2 separate regions of the Gossypium hirsutum genome follow, and region 2 is linked to region 1. The links are chromatin contacts, called in public Hi-C maps. All regions are on one chromosome and are shown on one strand. The core of a region is the stretch at or near the end of the contact, and the rest is flanking DNA. Distances in the headings are between cores, read along the strand shown.

Region 1 (7,227 bases), core at 437-2,936:
GAGAACAATGGCTTTGAACTCTTCTTTTTGTTTTTTATGCTCTTTATAGTTTAGAAGAGAATTGGGAGGAAGAACCCAGACAAGACTACTTTGTAGAAGTAGAAGAAGGAAGTTGTTACAATCATGAGATTAATAGATCAAAATCCTTTTCCCAACTTGTTAGAACAAGACTTTTCCTGGGAAGATGATGAACTTTCCACTTTACTCTCAAAACAAGAGCAGAACCTACTGTACTATAGCCTTCAAAGCAATGGGAATCTAGATGGGGCTCGCTGTGAATTTGTGAAATGGATGTTAAAAGTCAATGCTCACTATTCCTTCTCTGCTCTCATTGCTGTTCTTGCCATCAGCTATCTCGATAGATTCTTGCTTAGCTTCCGGTTCCAAAGTGATGTGCAAAAAAATGGTGGAAGCAGTGAGCAAAGGAAGATAAAAAATGGTGGTAGCAAGGTGGTGTGGAGGGGGAGATGATGAATAGTGGTGAGGGTAAAAAAAAAATCTAAAATGATGATGTGGCATGCACAGTTAGCCGCCGCTAGGAATTTAACCTTTGGGTGACTAAAATGGAAAATTTTTGTAACGGCGGTGACCAAATTACTTGTATTTTTATTTGGGTGACCAAAATGGAATCGTCTAAAAAATTGGGTAACTAACTAGGTAATTTATTTGGTACTGTGTTATTGTACAATGAAATAATTTCATTTATTCAGATTTTATTCTTTTTAAGGGGCATTAGTAAATATATGTCATTAAGGAAAACATAAACAGGAATCTGACATTCTGACCAGCTAAACCAAAAGTAAGCATCTAATATCACTGTTAATGTGTTAAGTAATCTTGTTAGGGGAGAATCATATTATTGAAGCCAACCCTACTTTTCCTAGATCAAATGCGCCCCTTGGTGCAAAATCTGAAGCTCATAAATGCACAATTTTCAAACATATTGTATTTGATGGTTAGAAAAATATGGAGTGAATATGGTCTGATAATTTCCCTTTTTATGAGCAAATTTTGACTGTAACATGTATACTTGTTTAACAAATAGGCAATATTTGAAGGGAAACAGGTTTCAGAAAGCGAAAAACACACAACAGTTACATACACCTATTTGTGGATCTGGCATGATATATATATATATATATGTATTAAATGCTACACGTAGAACTGCTTGTATTAGGCTTGATTTGGTAAAATTGTTTAGTCATCTTCTATGGAATTGGTTAAGCAAATAATAGCTTTTCCTTTTGGTAAACTTGTATTTCTATTTTCACCAGAATTATAAGGAAAAGAAAAACAGGTTTTTGGTCCCTAAAATTTGCAATTGATATAACAATAATTGCTTCTTCACGAGTGTGTTATTCTTTATCCTGAATGACTGAATCTGGTCTGCTATTTTGATTTAGCTGATGTGCTCTTATCTTTAGGAAACAAAAATCTTTTACTTGATGCTCTCAAACTTTTCCATGCTTTTTGCTATTAGAATATGTTGCCTGGCAAGTGTTGGACATTAGTACATGTTTGACATGGATCTTCAAACTAGTAAATTTTAACTTATATTTTGAGTTTCATATGTTCATATCTTCATGTCAATATCCAATTTGAAGCTCTTGTTATGTGGATGGGCATGGGCTTGTTAGGGAAGAAAGTAATGAAGATTTCCTCACTGTATGATGAAGTGCCTTACTTTCTCCGTCCCTAGTTACACTGGTTTGTTTCCATGTTTGGATTGTATGCAAACCACATAGTTACATTACATATCAGTGGTGACACCTCGTTATTCATCTGAAAGGCACTATCTAATAATATCGTCAACTGTATTCTACAGGATGCAGGACAAGGACATGCTTATTTCGATATTTGTTTAATTAAATCTGTAAACTTTTATGGTTTCAATTGTTATTTTTGGTACTTGTAGATCCATTTCAGGATTTTATTTGGTACATATTTCATTAACATGTACAGTGTGCTTTACAAGTACTTAATTTTTTCAGTTCCTTTGTAATTTGGTATAATGAATTTGAGTCATCAAAATTGGTTCTCTCTCTACTTGTTCTTTCCCCAATATTTATTACCCTCTGTTTCCCTTTTTCATTTTTCTTCTTTCTTCTCAATTCTCTTATCTTCCTTTCCTTTGTTGAGAATTTTCCTTATACCTGCATCATCAAATGCTTTTCAGGAAAGTGAGAGGGTTGTAACAAAGAAAGAGGGAATAAACTTTGCTAGAGAGTATGGTTGCCTTTTCATCGAATGTAGTGCTAAAACACGCGTTAATGTACAGCAGTGCTTCGACGAGCTTGTTCTGAAGGTATTGAATTTAACAGCTATTTTGTTCTGATATTTCTGCCTTTCTCCACAATGCTTTGGTTCAAGCAATAAATTTTAGTGAGCATGAGGGCTATTAGTAAAATTATATCAAAAATATTTTAAACCGGTGATTGAAGTTGCGTTTATGAATCCGTTACCAGTCCATTGTTTCTATTGCAATTATGAACATAATGGATACTATGGCAGTAAATTCTGAAAAAAATATCAGTAGTGGAAGTAGCAGCGTCATTTGCCTCCCTGGTTTAAGCAGATGTTTTAGGGTTTTTTGGACTCTTCGTGATTGCTTTTGTGAATCCACCATTTTTTATGCAATTGTGAATGTAATAGATGTTACAGCAGTCAATTGCCCTTTTATATTTTTGTTAAAGGTTTCCTCAGCTAAGGAATGAGACTTACATTTTTAATGAGATGACATTATCATGCAGATCCTAGATACTCCGAGCCTTTTGGCTGAGGGTTCCAAAGGTGGGAAAAAGAACATCTTTAAACAAAAGCCACCACAACTCGATGCATCGGCAAGCGGCTGTTGCTAATACCAAATCTCAAGCGCGGTGATTCTTACCCACTTCTGACCATTATTTACAGTATGGTTTTTCAATTTCATATGGAACTCAATTTTTATGTAGTATATAGCATTGTTGCTAATCCCGTTTATTTCTCGAAGTCATATTGTGTAGAATTCCACGTTGTATTTGATAATTTGGCTGGCTTGGAACAATTGGATTTAGGATTAAATGGCCATTCAGTTATTGGTGATGTTCTACTCTGGTCATTCAACTACAAAAAAATAAAGACTATAAATAATCATTTACGCTGTGAATATTCCTGTTTTTTTTAAGCCACTCAATCGTGTAGGCGCTGTTGGATTACTGATGCTGTTCTCACATAAGCTGATATTGTCACATGGTTGGTCGTGTAACATGTTTAGCTCAAAAAATTGCCTCATTCTTGTTTTGCCCTCCAGAAGATTGCCTTTATTCGATGAATGCAAGACCGGGTTAGGTTTATTGATTCAATTGGTCGAACAAAAAACTGACAAAAGTGTTTGGTTTAATTATCTATAATAGGATATAGTATAATATTTTTTCTATATAAAAGTATCAGCTCCAAAATGGTAAAAAGTAAATGACAAATTTCCCATTGATATTTTTAAAAATTAATTATTTACTTTTCTTTATTAAAATAAAATATTAATTATTTCTATTGTGATTCTCGTTAAGGTCTATTAAAATAAGATTTCTTAACCCTTTATTTTTATGAAATTAAATATTCATTAATTTTTTTATTTTTTTTTTGCATTTTTTAAAAATAAATTATTTTTAATAAACATAATTATTCATTTTCCGGTGGTTTTTGTTTATAAAATGTCTGTTAAATTATAAATCACAATCAATAAATCAATTATTTTATCTTGATTTCTTTTTTATTAAAAAATTTATTTTTTTACTACCATTAACATTGGAAGTGTTTATTAAAGTAAAACTCTTTAATAAATTGTTTTTAGGCTTAATAGTACAGAAGGTCCTCAAAGAATTTAAAAAAACTCAATTAAGTCCCTCAACTTTTTTCACCCAATTGAACTCTTGAATTGACAATTTTGATGAGTGAGATCCCTTGAGCAATGTTTACTGTAATGGACGTGGCAATCCATGCCAGCAAAAAATAAAAAATAAAAAATAAAATTCTTTTAGAAAATAAGTCCAGAGTGAACTTGAACAATTTTTTATCCAGATTCATTTGAATCTGGACACCAATATGTCCAAATTCATTCTAGAATTATATAAAAGAAAACATAAAAAGATTATAAAACCATTAAAAATTACAAAAAAAGTATTAAAAAATAATTAAAATAATAAATTTTATAGAAATATTAAAATTAATTAAAATAATATAAAGAATAAAAAAATGAAAAATCATATATTGCATCTTTTCCATATAAATTGGACATTAAAGAGTTAATCAAAACCAAACAAACGAAAAGAGTTATTAGGTTTGGTGTATTCTATTGTTTATTTATTTCTTCCTTCGAAAACACATGTGCAAAAGAGATTACCTAACAAACATGTTCTTTGGTATTTCAAATCAATTAAGTTTTCATATAAATATATTCAAAATTAAGATGCAACATTTTCAATTGAAATATAATAATATGGAAGGTAAGTATAAATTAATGGCATCTAAGTACACATAGCTATATAATAAGTTAAAAAAACTCCTAAATATGAAGAAATAATGAAGCAAAAAAAAAATGAATGCTTTTAAATTGAAATAAATGATTTTTTATAAAGATTATTGTTCGATTGTAAAATTAATGGTTCTTTTTAATAATTTTAATGATTTTAAATTTTTTAATTTTTTTAAAAAATAATTTTTATGATATTTATAATTTCAGAATGAATTTAGATAAATAAGTATCCAAATTCAAGATTTAAATTAATCTTGATAACAATATATCTTGATTCGTTCTAGAATTAATCTTTTTATACCACTAAGCCTTGTTTCTATCATATTGAATTTTTATATTTACATTAAAGTATATAAATTATTGTTAATAAGATTTAAATTATTACTAATGTTGCTTATTTATTGTTATATAATATATTTTTATATGTGACGAGGTATAAAACTATTATTATATATTATTTTTTTTATTATATTATGATGACTAATGTAAATTGTTAAATGATTATTTTAACAAAATTAACTATAGATTAATATTTTATATTTAAATATAGAAAATGTAATGTAATGAATAATCTTTTTTATTATTTCAAACTTCACAAATAAGAAAAATATCATTCTTTAAGCATTTTAACAAAAAAAAATTATAATAAAATTTTTTTAGTTATTATTATATATTAGCATGCTTATCACGTTTTGATATGTTGGAAAAGATTATATTTGTATGTAAAAGAAAATTCAAGCAGAAAAGAAAATTCAAGCAGACTTTATTTAGAAATATTTGCTATTCTAAATAATGAAGAACATTTATAATGTAATTGAATTAAAAAAAAAAAAAGATGATAGATTTTCAAAATGGTGACTGGAGAGACACCTTACAAATATCTATTAGAAATGGTTGAAGGAAGTTTTCTAAAGATAGGATAGATGTTTTTCATGCTAAAATGCATAAAACCGGGGAGGCAAGATACGTTGCAAATAAGTTGAATAATTTTTTTTATTTTCTAATCGTCGTGACTACGCTAATATGACCAAGTTTTTATTATTCCCCTTTATATTGGAAGAATGTTGAAATGAGATATGGAACCAACGTGCAATGCCCCTCTCTTTTGGAGGCGAGGTTAAGAAACCTCACAGTAAGCCTGAACACAATCTGATACAACTGACAACAATCTGAATAGGATGGTATAGACGATATGACTAGCAAATCTATACTTATGGCTAGTGATAGACATAAGCAAACTTATTATTGCAATCTAGGAAACTAGTTGTTGGTTTTATTGGTAAAGGTATGTATAGATAAAAGAAATGTTTAATTGCAACTACAATGAGAAAGAAATTGAAATGCATCATTATAAGGAGAATTTCAAGCAATAAATTTCTTCTTGAGTTTCAAATGATGGGAAGAAATAAATGTTTCTTAAGTGGGAATGGGATTGGATAACAACAAAGATTAAAGAGGTAGAACCATGTATGCATTTAGAAATCTAGATCTTCCTAGGTAATGGTGATGGGAGTCCCTCTTTACACTTGGTATCTGATAACTTTTCAAGACATTATTGATTCATGAGAGAGGTAGTATAGATGGAAGAATCACTTATGGAAAGTTTTAGAATGTAAAAGTTTAGCAGTTATGACAACCAAGACTCACAAGTTGGAAACAATTATTCGAGATGGAGGAATCACTTATAGAAAGTTTTAGAATGTAAAAGTTTAGTAGCTATGACAACCAAGACTCACAAGATGGAAACAATTATTCTAGATAGGAGCAGGAACTTTGAAAGAGAAGAATGAAACATGGAATGTCTAGCCCTCCACTTCCAACAAATTTCAAGAAGCTTAGAGATCAAGCTTTTTCATCATCAAGAAGAGAATCACAACCTATGAGCTTCAGGCGTGATGGGAATAGTAGATTGATTGTTTCGATGGCAAGCTCTGGGGGATCTAGAATAATGAGAATTTCTAGTTGTGAGCACTGTGGAAGAAGTCATGGAGGAAAATGTTGGAGACATTCTGGAGCATGTTTTGGATGTGGATCCAAGGATCATATGGTTAAGGATTGTCCTTCCAAGATAGAAGTAACTACAGATCAGTCTACTCGTGGGCCTCAGAATTTTCAACAAGAGGCTAGGTTTATAGTAGCAGCAAAGTCTGGCTTAGTGTAGGGGATACCGAGGAAAATTTTTACTAAGCTAAACTATGGAGTATCCGCCCCAACGTATGTAATGAAGGCAAAAGAATATATTGATCTACCAAAAGTTATAACGAGTAAATTTTATTTCCTCGAGGGTAGTATTTATGCATTGATAGGTCCAGGATCAACTTATTTTTATATTCTGAGTCTTGAGGTTGTGTATTCTTAAACGAATGTGTTAGTGACTAATCCTTTAGGTCATAGTACTATGGTTAATATTTAACGAGTACACATTCTTGGCAGACTTGTTACTACTGAGTTTCCATGAGTTTGATGTTATTTTAGGATTAGACTGGTTGACTAGACATAATGTTGTGGTCGACTGTCGGGCTAGAGGTGTGCGTTTGTTGACTGCTGAGGGTAAGGAGGTATTAGTTCCCAACGTACAAACTGGTTTGACGAATAAGATAATTTCTACTATATCCTCTAGAAAGTTGTTAGTTAAGGGCACAAACATTTATTTGACGTACATTATGGATTCAATTGAGTTGAGAAAGGACATTAATCAAGTTTCAGTTGTAAGGTAT
Region 2 (6,836 bases), core at 4,318-6,817, 360 kb after region 1:
TTTGCAGTCTAATTGTCCACTGCCTTTCCTAATTTGTTTTACTAGTATATTTAGAGTTTCCAAGCTGAAAAAAGTAGAACTTTTCATTGTTGAAAGAATATTGTGGCTCTGCTATATGTATTGTTCAACTTGGAAAAAATATTTTTTCCCAACTTTTATTCAGTTTGTTAAAGTTAATTCAAATAATTAATTTAGTTTTTGGAGTTCAAGTCGAGTTAACTTATAAAGTTAAATTTTACAATTTGAATAACTCAAATAATTCGATTAACTCAAATAATAAATTGGTATAAATATCTCTTTAGTCTTTGTCAATTTTGAAAATAAATAAATTAATCTTTTCAACAAAAATCACAAAAGAATTCAAAATATTGATAAAAAATTACAAAATTTCATAAAAAGTTTTAAAAAAATTATTTTAAAATATAAAAATTCAAAGAATATATAAAAAATTAAAAATTAAAAAAATAATTTTGAGGACCTAACCACTTAATTACTTATTCAAGTTTATAATACTAAACTATCTTATTTTTATTTTATTTTGCTTTGAAAGAGCTTTCAAATATATAGTGTTTCAAATTTATATTCTCTAAGGTGAAATTAATTATATTGCAACCAAAATTTTAATTTGACATATTTAAAATTTTAATTTAACTGGAATAATTTCACTTGATTCGATTCAACTCGACTCAAAATTCATTTCACTCTACTCAATTTGAAAAAATTTGAAATCAAGTTAGAATCGTAAAATAAGACTCATCAACTCGATTAACTTAAAATCTTTTCAATTCAATCAAAGGCAAACCCTTAATTATATTAATTGAGCACATCTAGAGTGTAATTACTAGTTACATTATATTATCTTCCAACCTTCATGATTGGCAAATCTTACTGAGATATGTTATTAAATTTTAAAACTTTCATCAGGCTCACAAGCACTGGTTAGTTTTGTGCTGCAGCAGGAATTTCCCGGTGAATTCTCATTAGTTGCCGAGGAGGTAAAAATCTCTTCTTTTTCTGAAAAATGGTTGCAAGTAGGAATGATAATTGGAGGTTATCCTATCTGTCTCTACTTAAAAGGTGTTTATGGACTGGTATACACAAAAGTCTGATAATTTTCGAACCTTCATGAATGTTTGGAAACAACAGAATATATATTTTCATAACTTTGGAGAATGTTCTTTTTACGTATTTTGAAAAGGGAAAGTATTAAGGTGGGATGGATTTATACATTCATGGAGGAGGTGACTGGTTTTCAAAAATACTACACCTTTATAATGGAATAGGTAAGTAGTAGAGGGAAGCATGCCAACTATAGAGTGATGGTGAATTGGTAACATTTCTGCTACTTTCCCATTCCTATCTTTAGTCGTAGGAAGATTCCTAAACCATCCTTTTTTTTTCTTTTTTTTTTACTTTCTTCTAAATGATGTTTTGGATTTTGTTTAGGATTCGAATGATCTTCGCAAGGATGGTGGTGGGGAAATAGTAGAAAGAATTACCAAACTTGTGAATGAATCTCTGACTAGTGACGGATCATACGGTGTTAGTTTATCCTCAGAAGATATTCTTAAAGCCATTGACAGTGGCAAATCTGAAGGTGGCTCCCAAGGTCGACACTGGGTTTTGGATCCTATAGATGGCACTAAAGGGTGAGCTCCAAAACTTAATGTCAATCTTTTTAGTATTGGATTGGTTAGTTCATTAGCTCATCAATTCGACTAGTTCGATTAAATGGTCATTAAAAATTTTTAAAAAAATTAAAAAAGCAAAAGATTCAGTTCAACTGTTGACCCAATCGATTTTTTAGCCAATTCAATCCGTCCGTATCGATTTCTGATCTAACCGATTAGACCGATCAATTTAGTCTGGTTCAAACATCATTACTTAATACTATCTTACATGAGTGATTTTTTTCAAGTCATACATAGGGGTGAGTGACCTAAGAATTCCCTCTATTAGAAGGACTTGATCAAGTTAGTCTCTCTACTATTAAATAGATCAATTTAGTTTATGTACTATTAAAAAGAATCAAATAAGGCCAACTTGGAACAATGTTAACATTTATTGTTTAGAAAAATATTATTTATTGTTTAACAAAGCTAATATTTTTAAAGTTTTTATGGTTTTGCAAATAAAATATTTTGTTTGAAATCGAACTCTAATTGAAAAAAAATTTAAGAATTTTTAAAATAAATGTTAACTATGTTAAAATTTGAACTTATTTGATTCTTTTTAATAGTATAGGGATTAAATTGATCAATTTAATAATAGGACTAATTTAATGTCATCCCTATGGTACAGAGACCTCCCATTATACTTTAACCCATAAAGAAGCTAATGTTTAATATAAAAAGGCATAATAATAAATTTAGCTTTTAACATTTATATCATTTGTTAATTTGGCCCTCATTCTTTTTTGAGCTAAAATTAATTCTCAACCTTTTAAAAAGAGTCGAATTTGACTATCAACCTTTTAAAAGCAATTAATTTATTGCTTTTTAAACAAAAATATTGACTAAAATATTAAAATTTTAAACTTGACAATTCACATAGCAATCTATATGTACTTGTTTTATTTTTATTTTTTATGATATTTTAATTTTTATTTCTTAAAATATTTCTCTAATTTTAAATCATTTGTTGACGTGACATATAAGTAAAAATAGTATCATATCGGCATGAAATACATGTGGAGTGTCATGCATATTAACATCATTAACAAATTAATGTTTTAGTCCATATTTCCATTAAAAAAAGCAATCTAAATTTTTTTTCAAATGTTAATAATGAAATTTAGCTAAAAAGAAAAAGACTAATAACCAAATTGAAAAAATATGTATATGAACATTGAGCGTTAAATTTATTATTATGTTAATATAATAATCATTTATGTTTATCGTGTTGCTCCGACTTACCTAAAAAAATTACTGTTATAAATATCCTGAAAAAACATGTGAAAATTTAGAAAAATAAATAAATATGTTCAATTTTTAAGAGAAATTAAATATATTCATATTACATGCGTTCTTTTCTTTTGAATTCCTATTACGCCACAGTCAAGTCTAGGGGTGAGCGTTCGATCGAATCGAATCGAATTTATTTGTTCGAGTTAAATTTTAAAAAATAATTTTGGGTCCTTGTAATCACTGTCACCCATCATAATAAAATTTATCCACATTAATCAAAATTTTTATTAACTTTCATCACCTCATAATTTATTTATTAATTTTTTATATACGGGTTAGCTTATTTGCTTGCTTAGTTTTTTCAATTATCTTTAGATTCTTGTTATTATGTATTTTAGAATTAAAAAATATATTAAATGTAAAAATATGATTTTTTAATAAAAGTTATTCTAAAGATAAAATGTGAATACTAATATAAAATTTTAACATGAATATTTAATGGCATAATTAATAATTTAATTTTAATATAAATATTCAATATGACTAAACAATTTAATAATATAAATAATATAAGACGTGAAATTTAATTTAATAATATAAATAGTAGATATAAATAAAATTATTACTATTTATGTTTAGTGATTTTTTTTGGATAATTTTGATTTTTTAATTTGAGAGTAAAAGGTGAGAAGTAAAAATTTAGGGGGAAAATAAAAAGTTTTGGGGGATAAAAGTTTGAGGGAAAGTAAATAGAAGGGAGTAAAATTTTAGAGGAAAAATATTAAAAAAAATTGGGGGATGGATTTGGGGAAGATGGGAGGTGGGATTGGAAGGAAGTAAAAGTTTGAGGAGGAAAGTGGGAGGGAGTAAAAATTATGGGGGAAAATAAAAAATTTTGAGAAAAAGTAAATAGGAGAGTAAAATTTTGGTGGGAAATGGATTTTGGGTAGATTGGGGGGGTTGAGATAGAAGGGGAGTAAAAGTTTTGGGGGGAAAGTAGAAAGGAGTAAAAATTTTGAGGGAAAAGTAAAAAGGTTTAAGAGTTTGGAGTAAAAATGTAAAATACTATAGTTTAATATTCGAATTATTCGAGTTATTCGAATTCGAAAACTCAACTCGATTCGAACTCGAAATTCGAAAAAAAATTCGAGTTGACTCGAATAACTCGAATAACTCGATTCGTTTAACTCAAAATTCGAATTTTTTTTCGATTTTTTCGAGTCGAATCGAGTTTTACTCACCCCTAGTCAAGTCCAAATAAAAAGGTTGGTTTTGTTGGCGAAGGGTCAGCCAACAACGAATTTAACCGATCAAGAAGCTGCCTTGGGTTGGCCAACCACACTATCCCTCGCCTCCTCCCTTTCCGTCCTTTCTCCTCGACCCCTTTCCTTTTTTTTTCTTTGAAGGTATTTTTTTTATTATTATTTAAAAATTCTTTTGGTTTCCAAATTATCATTTTTCTTAATTTCAAAATGAAAACTTTTAAGGAAAAAATTAACAAAAAATATGTAACTTAGGAAAATTTGCAGTTTTAGTTAAAAAAAACTAAAATTTAAACAAAAATTCCCAATTTTAAAGTTAAGATTATTTTAGCAAAAATAAAAAATAAAATGTCTGTGTCATTATTTTATTGGCTAATTTATGCCACTAACCATTTTAACTAACAGTGTTAGTCCATAGCATTGAAGTTTGAGTATTTGATTGTGAACTTTTATTATTTAGGTAAATTATACGTTATCCTTTTCTGAAATAGCTGATCTCTGGCACTTTGATGAATTAGTATCGCTTTTGAAATTTGAGAGTAGATTTGTAAAGGGAGATCAATATGCAGTGGCGTTGGCTTTGCTAGACAGAGGAAATGTTGTTTTGGGAGTGCTGGCTTGTCCAAATCTTCCATTAACTTCCATCAGTTTTGCTCATCCACATTCTCCAAATAATGAAGTTGGTTGTCTCTTCTTTGCTGAAGTTGGTCGAGGAACTTATATGCAACCGCTTGACGGTTCTTCCACGGTCAAGGTCGTAAATTATTTATTATAATTCGGGATTAAATTGTGACTTTTAAATAGATCTTTTATCTAATCACATTTAAAGAATACTCTCATAATCAACTTCTACTGACAAAACAAAATGATGGCAGAGAGAGCCGAAACTACAAAATAGTGACAACAAAGTCTACATAGAGTTGGAGTAGCTATTTAGATCCCTGATTATAATTTGGTTGCTGAGTAAAATAGTTGCAACTTATATATATTTATGGGATTCAGGTGCAGGTAAGTGCTGTTGAAAATCCAGAAGAAGCATCATTCTTCGAGTCATATGAAGCAGCACATTCCATGCATGATCTATCCAGTTTAATTGCCCAAGTACTCTCCTCTCTCTCTCTCTCTCTCTCTCTCTCTCTCTCTCTCTCTCTCTTTTTAATGTAGTGAATATAATGAAAGTACTGAGATTCAAACAGAAACTTGGGGTCAAAGCAGCACCAATTAGAATGGATAGCCAGGTAAAGTACGGCGCTCTTTCCAGAGGAGATGGAGCCATATATCTGCGTTTTCCTCGCAATGGGTATCGAGAGAAAATTTGGGATCATGCTGCTGGCTCTATTGTTGTAACCGGTAACACCAATCTCTCTTAAACCTGAAGGTTTTTAGGTTAGTGACTACTTACATTGGTTTAATCTTACCCCTATTGGATTGGGCCCTACCCTTAATGCTAGGGATTTGATGTGAATATTGCATATTCAAATTCGAATATTTTAATCATTATAAGTAGCCAATTCAAAGTGAATGTTGGTATCATTTACAGACGAAGTGAATGATGATACCATTTGCAGAAATAGTTAAGTGAAATCAGATGTTGCAGAAATTGCAAATATCTTATTTGACAAATTATGATGAAATCTGTTGGGGTCTGCAGAAGCTGGGGGAGTGGTGACAGATGCTGCAGGAAAGCAATTGGATTTTTCCAAGGGAAAGTATCTTGATCTAGATACTGGCATAATTGTTTCCAATCAGAAGTTGATGCCATTACTCTTCGATGCAGTTAGAGCCTCCCTGGCCCAGAAATCTAAGCCTCAGCCTTAGAATTGCTCTCTTAACTCTAAGTCTCTTATTGTTTCCCACATAATCCTTGTGCATTATCCTTATCTCCTATTTTCTCCCCAATGCATGTAAGTAAAGTACAAGTACATTTAAAACTCCAAATTTAGTTTTAAAAGGTAACATCCAAAAGATTTGAATTTGGAAGCTTGTCATTTGCATTATTTTTTGGCATTGCATTTTAAGCTGCATTTGATTGCAGCTAAGATCAAAATTAGGCATGATCGGAGATGTCCAAGAATCTGTCCTAAAAAATGTAAATGCAAATCAAAACCATGGGAAATTATCGCCATAGTTGGTCCCAAAATCTTTCCTATTTAAGATCCCAATCGGGAAATGGAGGTGATCCCAATCGGGAAATGGAAGTGCTTCAATTTTCGTCATCTCAAAGCCCCGTTAATAAAGCTGAGCTAAAGAGAATCTCATGCTATGTTACTCAAAAAGAAGACCTTTCATCTCTTTACAATTAAGGCTCTCTCAAAGCAAGGTTTTCCAAAAATTATTCTGTGAAATAAACAGACTGCTAACATGGAAAGGTGAGGTTTTCAAAAATAAGAGGACTGACCCTGCTTTGTAGCCCAAAATCACACCTGAAAGAAAAAAGGGTTCTTGACTGCTTTTGCTACTTACAAACTTCCTATGTGAGAAATCTTTATGGGTCAAACATGCATGTCTTCCAGTACAATCAATAGAAGGTTAGAAATATACTAATATGCACAATCCTGAGCGTGAAATGAGGCCAAGTATCTAGAAGTTTTTCAAGAGCACAATATTTAAAGGTAACATAACTGAGATACAGCAGGAGGAGCCTAGCAATGCGCTAAACATCCTAAAA

Evidence for each region. Hi-C and Micro-C count contacts between places; a contact is called where the count stands out from the background.
Region 2: a Hi-C map of hypocotyl shows a contact between it and region 1, with 4 times the contacts expected there. The contact joins two enhancer-like sites. A contact is called at or near these places in 7 of 34 Hi-C or Micro-C datasets (hypocotyl and leaf).

What each region holds. Positions count from the first base shown.
Region 1 is chrA10:92,046,690-92,053,916 of Gossypium_hirsutum_v2.1, forward strand. It overlaps LOC107896742 (ras-related protein RABC1), which reads left to right. Exons shown (of 7, transcript XM_016822007.2): 6 at 2,177-2,305; 7 at 2,751-3,145. The coding sequence ends at 2,858. Among protein-coding and RNA genes, the nearest start is that of LOC107896742, 18 kb to the left of the region's middle. Within about 2 kb of position 1,687, at least 3 of the 9 cell types and tissues checked have an H3K27ac peak or open chromatin away from gene starts, as enhancers often do. A contact at or near this core is called in hypocotyl, where this site is marked.
Region 2 is chrA10:92,399,199-92,406,034 of Gossypium_hirsutum_v2.1, forward strand. LOC107896671 (SAL1 phosphatase) reads left to right here. Exons shown (of 8, transcript XM_041079023.1): 3 at 925-995; 4 at 1,447-1,649; 5 at 4,712-4,922; 6 at 5,177-5,269; 7 at 5,365-5,518; 8 at 5,820-6,143. The coding sequence ends at 5,986. It overlaps LOC107896672, which reads right to left. Exons shown (of 7, transcript XM_016821898.2): 7 at 6,725-6,836. Among protein-coding and RNA genes, the nearest start is that of LOC107896671, 6.3 kb to the left of the region's middle. Within about 2 kb of position 5,568, at least 3 of the 9 cell types and tissues checked have an H3K27ac peak or open chromatin away from gene starts, as enhancers often do. A contact at or near this core is called in hypocotyl, where this site is marked.